2 separate regions of the Danio rerio genome follow, and region 2 is linked to region 1. A link is a contact called in public HiChIP or PLAC-seq data. All regions are on one chromosome and are shown on one strand. The core of a region is the stretch at or near the end of the contact, and the rest is flanking DNA. Distances in the headings are between cores, read along the strand shown.

Region 1 (4,439 bases), core at 1,354-3,853:
GGGTGTGCGAGGTGCATGCTGGGAGTTGTAGTTCGTTAAAGTAACGTATGTAGTTTTCCAGCAACCCACAGCCGCTAGATCACTGGTGATTGTCACAGTCCGCATAACAACATTGTTAGAGTAGTAAAATAAACATCTCCCAGTTTACAGTGCATGCATTATATGCAGCCTACAAACAACAGGCTATTATTTTACTTTGTTAACCTCTTGTTAATCTTCATACGTTTACTATCTTCACTAAGAACAGTTTGACTATATTTTTGTTTTCCTATTTTTTTTTCCAGAAATAATCTGTAAGTGTTAACGTAAAGTTATGTGTTACTCTCTAAAAAATACATAAAATTTCCTTTAAAAAGCAGAAAAATATTGTAATACCAAATTACAAGCAATAACTGTACATTTAATGTTAGAATTTTTATAGAACATATCTTTAAAACACCAGGTATTTCACTGTATAATGAAAAAACTGAAAAATTCCGTAAAAAATACAGACAATTACCAGTAAAATAACGTTTATTTTTTACAGTGCATGTTATACCATTTAATGGAACTTTAATTTTTTTGGCTTCAGTCATTTTTGGGGTACTCTTTTGAATCTGAAATCATTAAACAACTAATATCAAAATATATCGTTATCGTTTAATATGGAAAATAATTACAGAGATTGCATTTTGGCCATATCGCCCAGCTCTATTTGGAGTATGCCAATTTGATGGGTGAAGAACTATACACCTTTAAGACTTTAAGGCCCAGTTTCACAAGCAGGGCTTAGAGTAAGCCAGGACCATGGCTATTTAAGCCACATTTATTAAAATGGCCTTAGAAAAATATATTACTGGAGTGCGCCTGGAGACAAAAAAATGACACTGACAGATTTTAAGACATCTCTCTGAAAGTTATTTTGAGTTGAGACAGCTCAAACATGCAATTTAATCTCGACTAGCCTTAAACCTTGTTTGTGAAACTGACTCTATTCCCTTCTCAGATTCATGACTCTGTGACGTTCATTGAGAAATTGTTGCCACAAAAATAGTATTCTAAAGTAAGACCAACTATATTTATATGTCCGTGCAGTCGTGTCATGAGCGTTTTCGTGATGCTTCATACGAGCATTCGGATGATCCTTGAATGGACTTAGCCAGTGTTAGTCGTGTTGCACGCTGAGTGACGCATACATTACGAGAACGGCAGGATCTGAGTCACACTTTGGACAGTGAGGCACACTGACAACCCAAGTATTGTACGTAAAATAGGGGTAATTGACGTTAGTAGTACTACTGGCTCAGAGTCTTTGACTTTTGCACGTTATGTAGGTCAGCATGAGAGAAGTAACTAAAATGTCCAAAATGTTTAATATTAAATGGCCTTGAGGATTGCCTCACTGGCAGAATATAGCAGATGCATGTGCACGCTGTGCGAGAACAGGATCTTATTAGCGGTGAGGATTAGATTAGCGAGTATGGCAGCATTTTGCCACATCCCTCTTAGCTTGACTGCTGATTTAAAAATTTCCTAAAGCAAAGTCACGGCAGAGATCTTTGTCATTGCCGACCCTCCCCCAACATCACTGCCCCTTAAAAGCCAGTGACCCGAGCGGTTTGTCCTATGTGACCATTTCATGGTCGGCCTAATCAAATCAGAAGTAATGGAGAAATTAAGCTTAAGCATCTTTCTGCCAGCTCACTCTCTCCACCGTAGGGATCCCATCAAGAAATGGAGCCATTCTCAGAAGGTCACATCCACTGTCCAGTCAGCTGCCAATGACATTCCGTCATCTTATTGGCCAGGCTCGACGCTCCCCTCCCCCTTTTCTCTCCACTGTGCAAACGTGCTGTAAGTCACTCCAACATCGCTCCTCCTCCTGCATGCGAGGCTGTGCTCCCTGAGGATGTTCATTTGCTGCTCCTCTCCATCTCACTGTTACTGCCTTGGCTTTTTATTTTTTTGCCTTCCCCTCAATGTATTGGGTGACGTAGAGCACCCACGCCGAGGATGAGACAGAGAGAGAGACTCAACCCAACTCGACGTCCATGTGACAAACCCCACGCGCTGCAACAGCTTTATCCCTCCCTCCCTCCCCTCACAGCTCTCCTCCTCTTCCCGCGTTCTCCTCACAACTCGCTGCGTTGTTCAAACTGTGGCATTCTTCACCTTCCCTTTTGGGGGAACGCAGCAGTTGTGTGGTGTCTTCTTGGCGATGACCAAAAGGTCCCGAAAGCTGTTCCTTCACGGATGCATGCACTCGGCATGAGGCCTCCGTGCAAACATCTCCACCGTGACTCACAGCTGTGAAAGGTGGAGGGACGGATCTCGCAAGCCAGTGAAGCAGAAGACGAAAGGCTCTGAGGAAGACCGGAGCAGCGGTGAAGGAGAAGGGGGCGTGTGGACAAACTCGCTGGATGAAGGAAGCAGACTGGCTGTCCCTTCCCTGGCGTGATGGAGTGAGACGAGGAATGAGGGTGGATGGTGAGAGCGGGCAGCAGCAGCAGCAGTGGAGGGGCAGGAGGAGGAGGAGGTGGTGGTGGAGGAGCAGGAGGTGGCCGGAGAGGCAGGAGCAAGTATCGCTCGCGCCGGCGAGTCTCCGGCTCTTCGCTGGCTGATCGGCTCAGCTGCCACAGCGGCGAGAAAATGTCTCCCAGCATCAAGAAGTTGGACTGCTTCTCGCCCATGCTGTGCCACTGCAAAGTGGCCTGCACCAACAGCACCATCTCACTCATGTTCGGATGCAAGGTGGGTGGTGGAGCTGCTTCTCAGGTTCGCTTAATTCACAGGACAGGACAGTCTGTGAGAGTCTGTCCAGCTTTACATCAAGGTGTAGCCAAGAGTGGCAGCCAAAATGCTTGGTACTGCTGCCAGTTGGAACTCCCGAGGCACATGCAATCAACTTGATGAGATAAGAGTTCTCTTCGAGATCTAGCAGACTTCAGAAGTAGACTTATTCTTGCAGAGAGATCTGGCATAACACGTTCATGGACTGAATTTCTTTTAAGGCACACATAATTGAAAAGTTGATGAGATGAGAGGAGTTGTCTTCTAGATGTAAGAGAGTTGGCGTACAGCAGATTTATTGCCTTTTAGTCTCTTCTTAAACAATTTATGTTAGGTTAGGACAGCTAGGTTCTTTCTTTTAGGCTTTTAATTGTTTGTGTTTGTCTAAATGTATAGGATGATCAAGTGTTGAAATATAAGTAGGCCAGATTTGGCTCCCATGAACTAATAGCTCGTCTTTCTTTAGACAATTTAAGGGGTGTAGGGAACGGTGTGCTAATTAGGTTCTTTCATTTAGGTTTTTTTCTCGTTTGTGTTTGACTAAATGTATAGGACAGGGCTATTCAATTAGTTTGTCACGGGGGCCGGTTCATGAAAAGCATCCCAAATGAAGGGCCGGAGAGATATGACTTGCTTTATGAGTGATAACACAACTGCATATAAGAGCCCATATGCTGTTTATTTTCTCCTTAAGACACCCACGTTGGCTTTTTCTACATTAAAATATGAATATGTTGTATTTTGAAACTACATAATATCAGTGCACTGTACAATAGACTTTTCTTGTTTACAAACATGTTCAAATGTTGTATATCAGAGCACAGCAAAAGCAGTGCATTGCTCAAGTAGGCTTTTTCTACTTTAAGACACATTCATGTTTTATTTTTTTAAACTGCATCACAATTATGGTTGTACGATTATATAGTCTAAAGAATAATCATGGGTTCACGGTTATCACGTCTAATGTAAATTCAAGCTTTATATGAGGTAAGTAGCTATTTAGAATAACTGTTGTTGCAACACTATCTCACGGCAATTCGTAACTTTTTCATTTAGTGGCTAATTCGTATGAATTCATCCTTTCTAATTCGTACAATTTAGTACGATTTGCTTATCCCCCAATGACGGTTGGGGTTAGGGGTGGGGTTAGGTGCCACGCCTCCTTTTTAAGATCGTACCATTTCATACGACTGAACTCGTACGAATTCGTACGAATTAGCCACTAAACTGGGAAAACGTAAAATACTTACGTTTTCTCATGAGATCAGGCTCGTTGTTGCCTTCTGCGTTCATACATACAGCACAATCATTTTAATAATAACTCGTCTAACATATATGTTGTTAACATTGCACTGAAAGGCACGCACAACTCTCACCGTAAGATGTTTTCTACTGTGTGCACCCAGAAAGACGCAAGTGTGTTGCTGCGCTTGTGCGCACATATTGTCATATATTATTACATTAAAAATAACAAACTTGCAAGCTGAAAAGACTTGTTATGGGACTGGCCACTGCTATAGTTAATCCGGTGAGTGCGTATTAGCCTCGGTGTACATACATGGAACTTTAAACTAGTGCACAGTTGACAACTTGACATAACTTGGTTTAGTTGCAGCAGTTTCGTTTCGTTCCATGCAACAGAAATGCGGCGTTGACAAGCCTTTACGATT
Region 2 (4,439 bases), core at 1,349-3,848, 150 kb before region 1:
TGGTGGTGGTGGTGTAATGGTGTGGGGGATATTTTCTTGGCATATTTTGGGCCGTTAGTACCAATTGAGCAACATGTCAACGCCACAGCCTACCTGAGTATTGTTGCTGACCATGTCCATACCTTTATGAACACAGCGTACCCCTCTTCTGATGACTACTTCCAGCAGGATAACGTGGCATGTCATAAAGTGTGAATCATCTCAGACTGGTTTCTTAAACATGACAAAGAGTTCACTGTACTCAATTGGCCTTCACAATCACCAGATGTCAATCCAATAGAGCACCTTTAGGATGTGGTGGAACCGGAGATTCACATCATAGATTTGCAGCCGACAAATCTGCAGCAACCGCATGATGCTATCATGTCAATATGGAGCAAAATCTCTGAGGAATATTTTCATTACCTTCTTGAATCTATGCCACGAAGGATTAAGGATGTTCTGAAGGCAAAAGAGAGTCCAACATGGTACTAGTAAGGTGTACCTAATAAAGTGGCCGGTGAGTGTACATGTACAGCTGTACAAATATAGCTGTAACTTTTGTCTGTTACAGTTTTAGACCTGATAATCGTCTGTCAGCTGTTAATGTATTTTCCTTGAAATATATTTTGAAATACTTTTATATATAATAAAAAAAAATCCCTAACGGCGTGACGCTGGCCCATTGAGTAGCATTGTCGCCGCACAGCCAGAAGGTCGCTGGTTCGAGCCTCGGCTGGGTCAGTTGGTATTTCTGTGCGGAGGTTGTATGTTGTCCCTCTGTTGGCTTGGGTTTCCTCTGGGTGCTTTTGTTTCCCCACAAGTCCAAAGACATGCACTATAGGTGAATTGGCTGTAGTGTATGTGTGTGAATAAGTGTGCATAGATGTTTCCCAGTGATGGGTTGCGGCATCTGCTGTGTAGAACATATGTCGATTAATCCCCTGATTAATAAAGGGACTAAGCTGAAAATAAAATTAATCAATGAAAATCCCCCAATATACAAATTAAAAGCTTTCATAGTAATTTTACAACATAACATAAGTTAATGTTTTGAAAAAGTATTTTAGAAAAAAAAAGGTATATATATATATATATATATATATATATATATATATATATATATATATATATATATATATATGATATATTTGTATTATTGTTATTAAGTTTTGTTATTAAATGCTATTGTTATTAGTTGATGATGTCCTTTATAGCTTATCTGTCTTATTAGCAAACGTATTTTTCCCATTCTATCTGTTTAGATTGGCAGGATGGCCTGCATGTGTTAGTTGAACAGGTTTTTGCTAGGTGTGCCAAGCTTTTAGTATCAGTCTAATTTTAGCCTACAGCAAAATCATTATTTATTCGTCAATATTTGTTAATTTAGTTCATAAACAAGGCCTTCCTCTTTGTCATTTCAAAAGTGTACATATTTATCCCCAAACTGTGATGCCACAGCACTTATTTACAAACGCCCACCTTGGCTCTTCTTATAAACCGCTTTCCAGGCCAGGGATCTTTCCGAATCCACTTTCCAGGCTTTCCCGCGTACTGTGGGTCATTTCTTTTATTGACGTCTCAGGCGTCCAATAGTTGCGCGCAAAGCGTCAACCGTCAACACAAATCGTCTCGACAACCAATCAGATGCGCGCGCCCGCAATAAGACTCGTCATCAAAGTAGAATTTGAATGTAGGTTATGATGAAGTCTCTGTAATTCCCCTCCCCTCTATGTTCGCCGGCGAGGTTATGGCTTCTGCTTTGTTTAAATGCAACTCATCCCGGATGATAAAGGATGAGACGCGTGTAGTTTGAGGTTTTTAAATGCGTGAGTCCAAATTGAGAAATGCCATTGAAAGACTTCAAAAAAAAAGAACGCTAGCAGATGCACCTTACACCGTGTTGTTAGGTTTTTAATGGGGTAAACAATATAAGATTATTACCATAAACTTGTCCGTCTTGTTGCGAAGTAGTTCATGCAACAAACTCGACATTTCCGGTGATGTTTTAGCATGTGTGCTTCTTCTCATTTAATTTATCAGATGAAAGAGAGAAAGAGGTGTTTTTGCTTTTTAACTAGTGCTAAGTTTAGTGCGAAATTCACGGAAAGGGGAGGGGCTGCATCTGGCATGAAAACACACCGCTTCCCAAATTCCACCCCATCACCGCTTTAAAAACATTTCTCTAACGTGATTCACTTTTCCAAATGTTGACTACACATCTACCAAACATGAAGGTGTCGTGTTTGGGGGTGATTTAGGGGTCAGGAACGTTTAAACGCCAGTGGATAGGAGACGTTTGCTACGTAAAAGACTTAATGAGCTCACAAGAACATCAAACGTAAGAGTTAGTATGTCGTGTCCACACTTTTGTTGAGGAAAATGTAAAATTGCGGTGCACAGATGTGTCTGTATGCGAGAAAAGCGGAGGTAGGAGGTGTGTCCTCTCTGTTGGCCGGCTGGGGGTGTGTCTTTTTACGTTTAGCTTTCCATTGTTCCACTCTACTGCGCTGAAGACACGCCCTATGGAGCGTGTTGGCCTATCAAACGCATGCACCCGCCTCTAATGCTCCGCCTACAAATCTATATTAAAGGCTCCTTCATCACATGCCGTCGGCATAAGAAAGCTTCATTACAATAGTGATTGTCGGGGGACACAGGCGGATTATTCTCGCATTTTCCTGCGCTCCAATTCTATTGATACACAACATTAATTATGGCAGATGCAAAGGTTGACTCCGCAACGGAAATCTCCGCAAAGGTAAGAACACCACGCGGATAAATGAACGAAATGGTCGTTCACTCTTACATTTGTTGTTCTAGTTCAGATTGAACGTGAACGCGGAGTCTATTTTTGGCTGGAGCCGGAAAGAGCCGTTGATCCTTTTTTTTAAAGATTAAAAGAAAAGTGTTCGATAACGGCTCCGTGGGAGATTTAAATTGACGAGGAATGTAAATGGATACATTGTAGCGCGTTCGGAACTGGAACACATTCGAACGCAATTTCTCATTGTCCGGAATGTAACAGTCTGCGCGCGCGGGTTCTTTGTTTATACAAGCGTGTCGGTTCCCCTTTGAACAGCGGCGATGTGAGCTGCGGACGACAACCGTGATAAATCCTTAAACCTGCCACTCTTTGCATTTCGCGTTCCAGCTCTTAAGCATATTTGTTACACAAATTACTCGCATTTTGTTTGTGGGTATGATTTTATGGCTTGGGTAGGCTTCGTGCAGCGTTTTGACTAGACGTTTATTCCCCAATCCGTTCATTCATTAAGGGTTAGTTTGTAGCAAACATGCATTACCGCGGGTTTCCAAAGCCGCGTTGATGGGTAGGTAGGTCGCTTCGGGGCTGAAAGTTTACCGGTTTATCCCTGGCTCCATGGTGCTTCAGTCGAAATTAAATAGTACACAATTAAATCACAAACAGTTGTGAAATGAAGAATCATGAACGTTTAATAGTCTAGTGATTTATTGTAAGTACCCACTGTTGTGGCAAACTCCGATTGATTCTGATGCAGCCGATACGCGGAACTTGAATCGACGCTGCAGTCCATCGGATTTCACCGCCGGAATGGGCTAACCCATTTCATTGTACGGATAATAAAAGTGAAATGTATATACATTTTATTTCCTGTTTAATATTTTACACAGACATATCTTTAATATTCTACTCGTGGTGTCTCGTACCTGAAAGCCCTTTAAACTCACAGGGGCGCTTGATGTGCGAGTCCCCCCCAAAATCTGTCTAATATATTTCTCAATAGTTTACATTTTTCCGTGTGTAACGGCAACGTGGGCTTGTTGGTTTACTAGTTTGAAGCCAGGGACGTCGGTGAATTTAAGGGGGCGGTCCTAGTTGATGTGGTTGATAAACGGCTTAAGGGCTAAAGATTATATAAACGAATTAATGAAAATATTTGCATGGGTAAGACTCATTTAACAGCTCTTTGTGTGCTTACATTGAAACGAGACCCGTCAGCGCTAATGCGATAAGCACATGATATTCTGACATTATGACAGGTTGTGTGTGTGTGTGTGTGTGTTTTTGCGCGGAAGATTTCTTGTCAATTCTGCGACTGCGCGAACGAAATCCAGGTTAACGTGACGGCGGCGGTGGCGGGCATGCCGAACTCTGTCGTGTTCGGGGGATGAAGAGATTGTGAAAGCCATGCCTGCGCTTCTTTGTCCTTCATTAGAGTTCGAAATCCGCTTGTGGGAACCACAACCCTGTATATTTGAATTATCCAGCGTGTATCTTTGATACAGCGTGTTTTCCGTCGCTAAAACCCAAGCAATCGCGCCGAAGTGTGGTTGTTTATTAGAATTTCCTTACACAATAACCCCAGCCGCCGAATCCCCACTAAAGTGTCAGATTACAAACGAGCTCTTTCGATGAGAGGCGGGAGTGCAGGAGTCGTTGATGGACAGGCGAAATTCTCTGCTGCAGCCAATGAGGC

The links. HiChIP or PLAC-seq counts read pairs in DNA pulled down with a chosen protein or histone mark.
Region 2: an H3K4me3 HiChIP or PLAC-seq map of gastrula embryo shows a contact between it and region 1, with 3 times the contacts expected there. The contact joins the promoter of ptmab here to the promoter of dlg1b in region 1. A contact is called at or near these places in 2 of 4 datasets of contacts at active chromatin or transcription factors (embryo and gastrula embryo).

What each region holds. Positions count from the first base shown.
Region 1 is chr2:5,304,073-5,308,511 of GRCz12tu, reverse strand. dlg1b (discs large MAGUK scaffold protein 1b) reads left to right here and starts at 2,603. Exons shown (of 22, transcript NM_001012388.1): 1 at 2,603-2,730. The coding sequence starts at 2,629.
Region 2 is chr2:5,450,854-5,455,292 of GRCz12tu, reverse strand. It overlaps ptmab (prothymosin alpha b), which reads left to right and starts at 2,598. Exons shown (of 5, transcript NM_001098730.1): 1 at 2,598-2,740. The coding sequence starts at 2,696.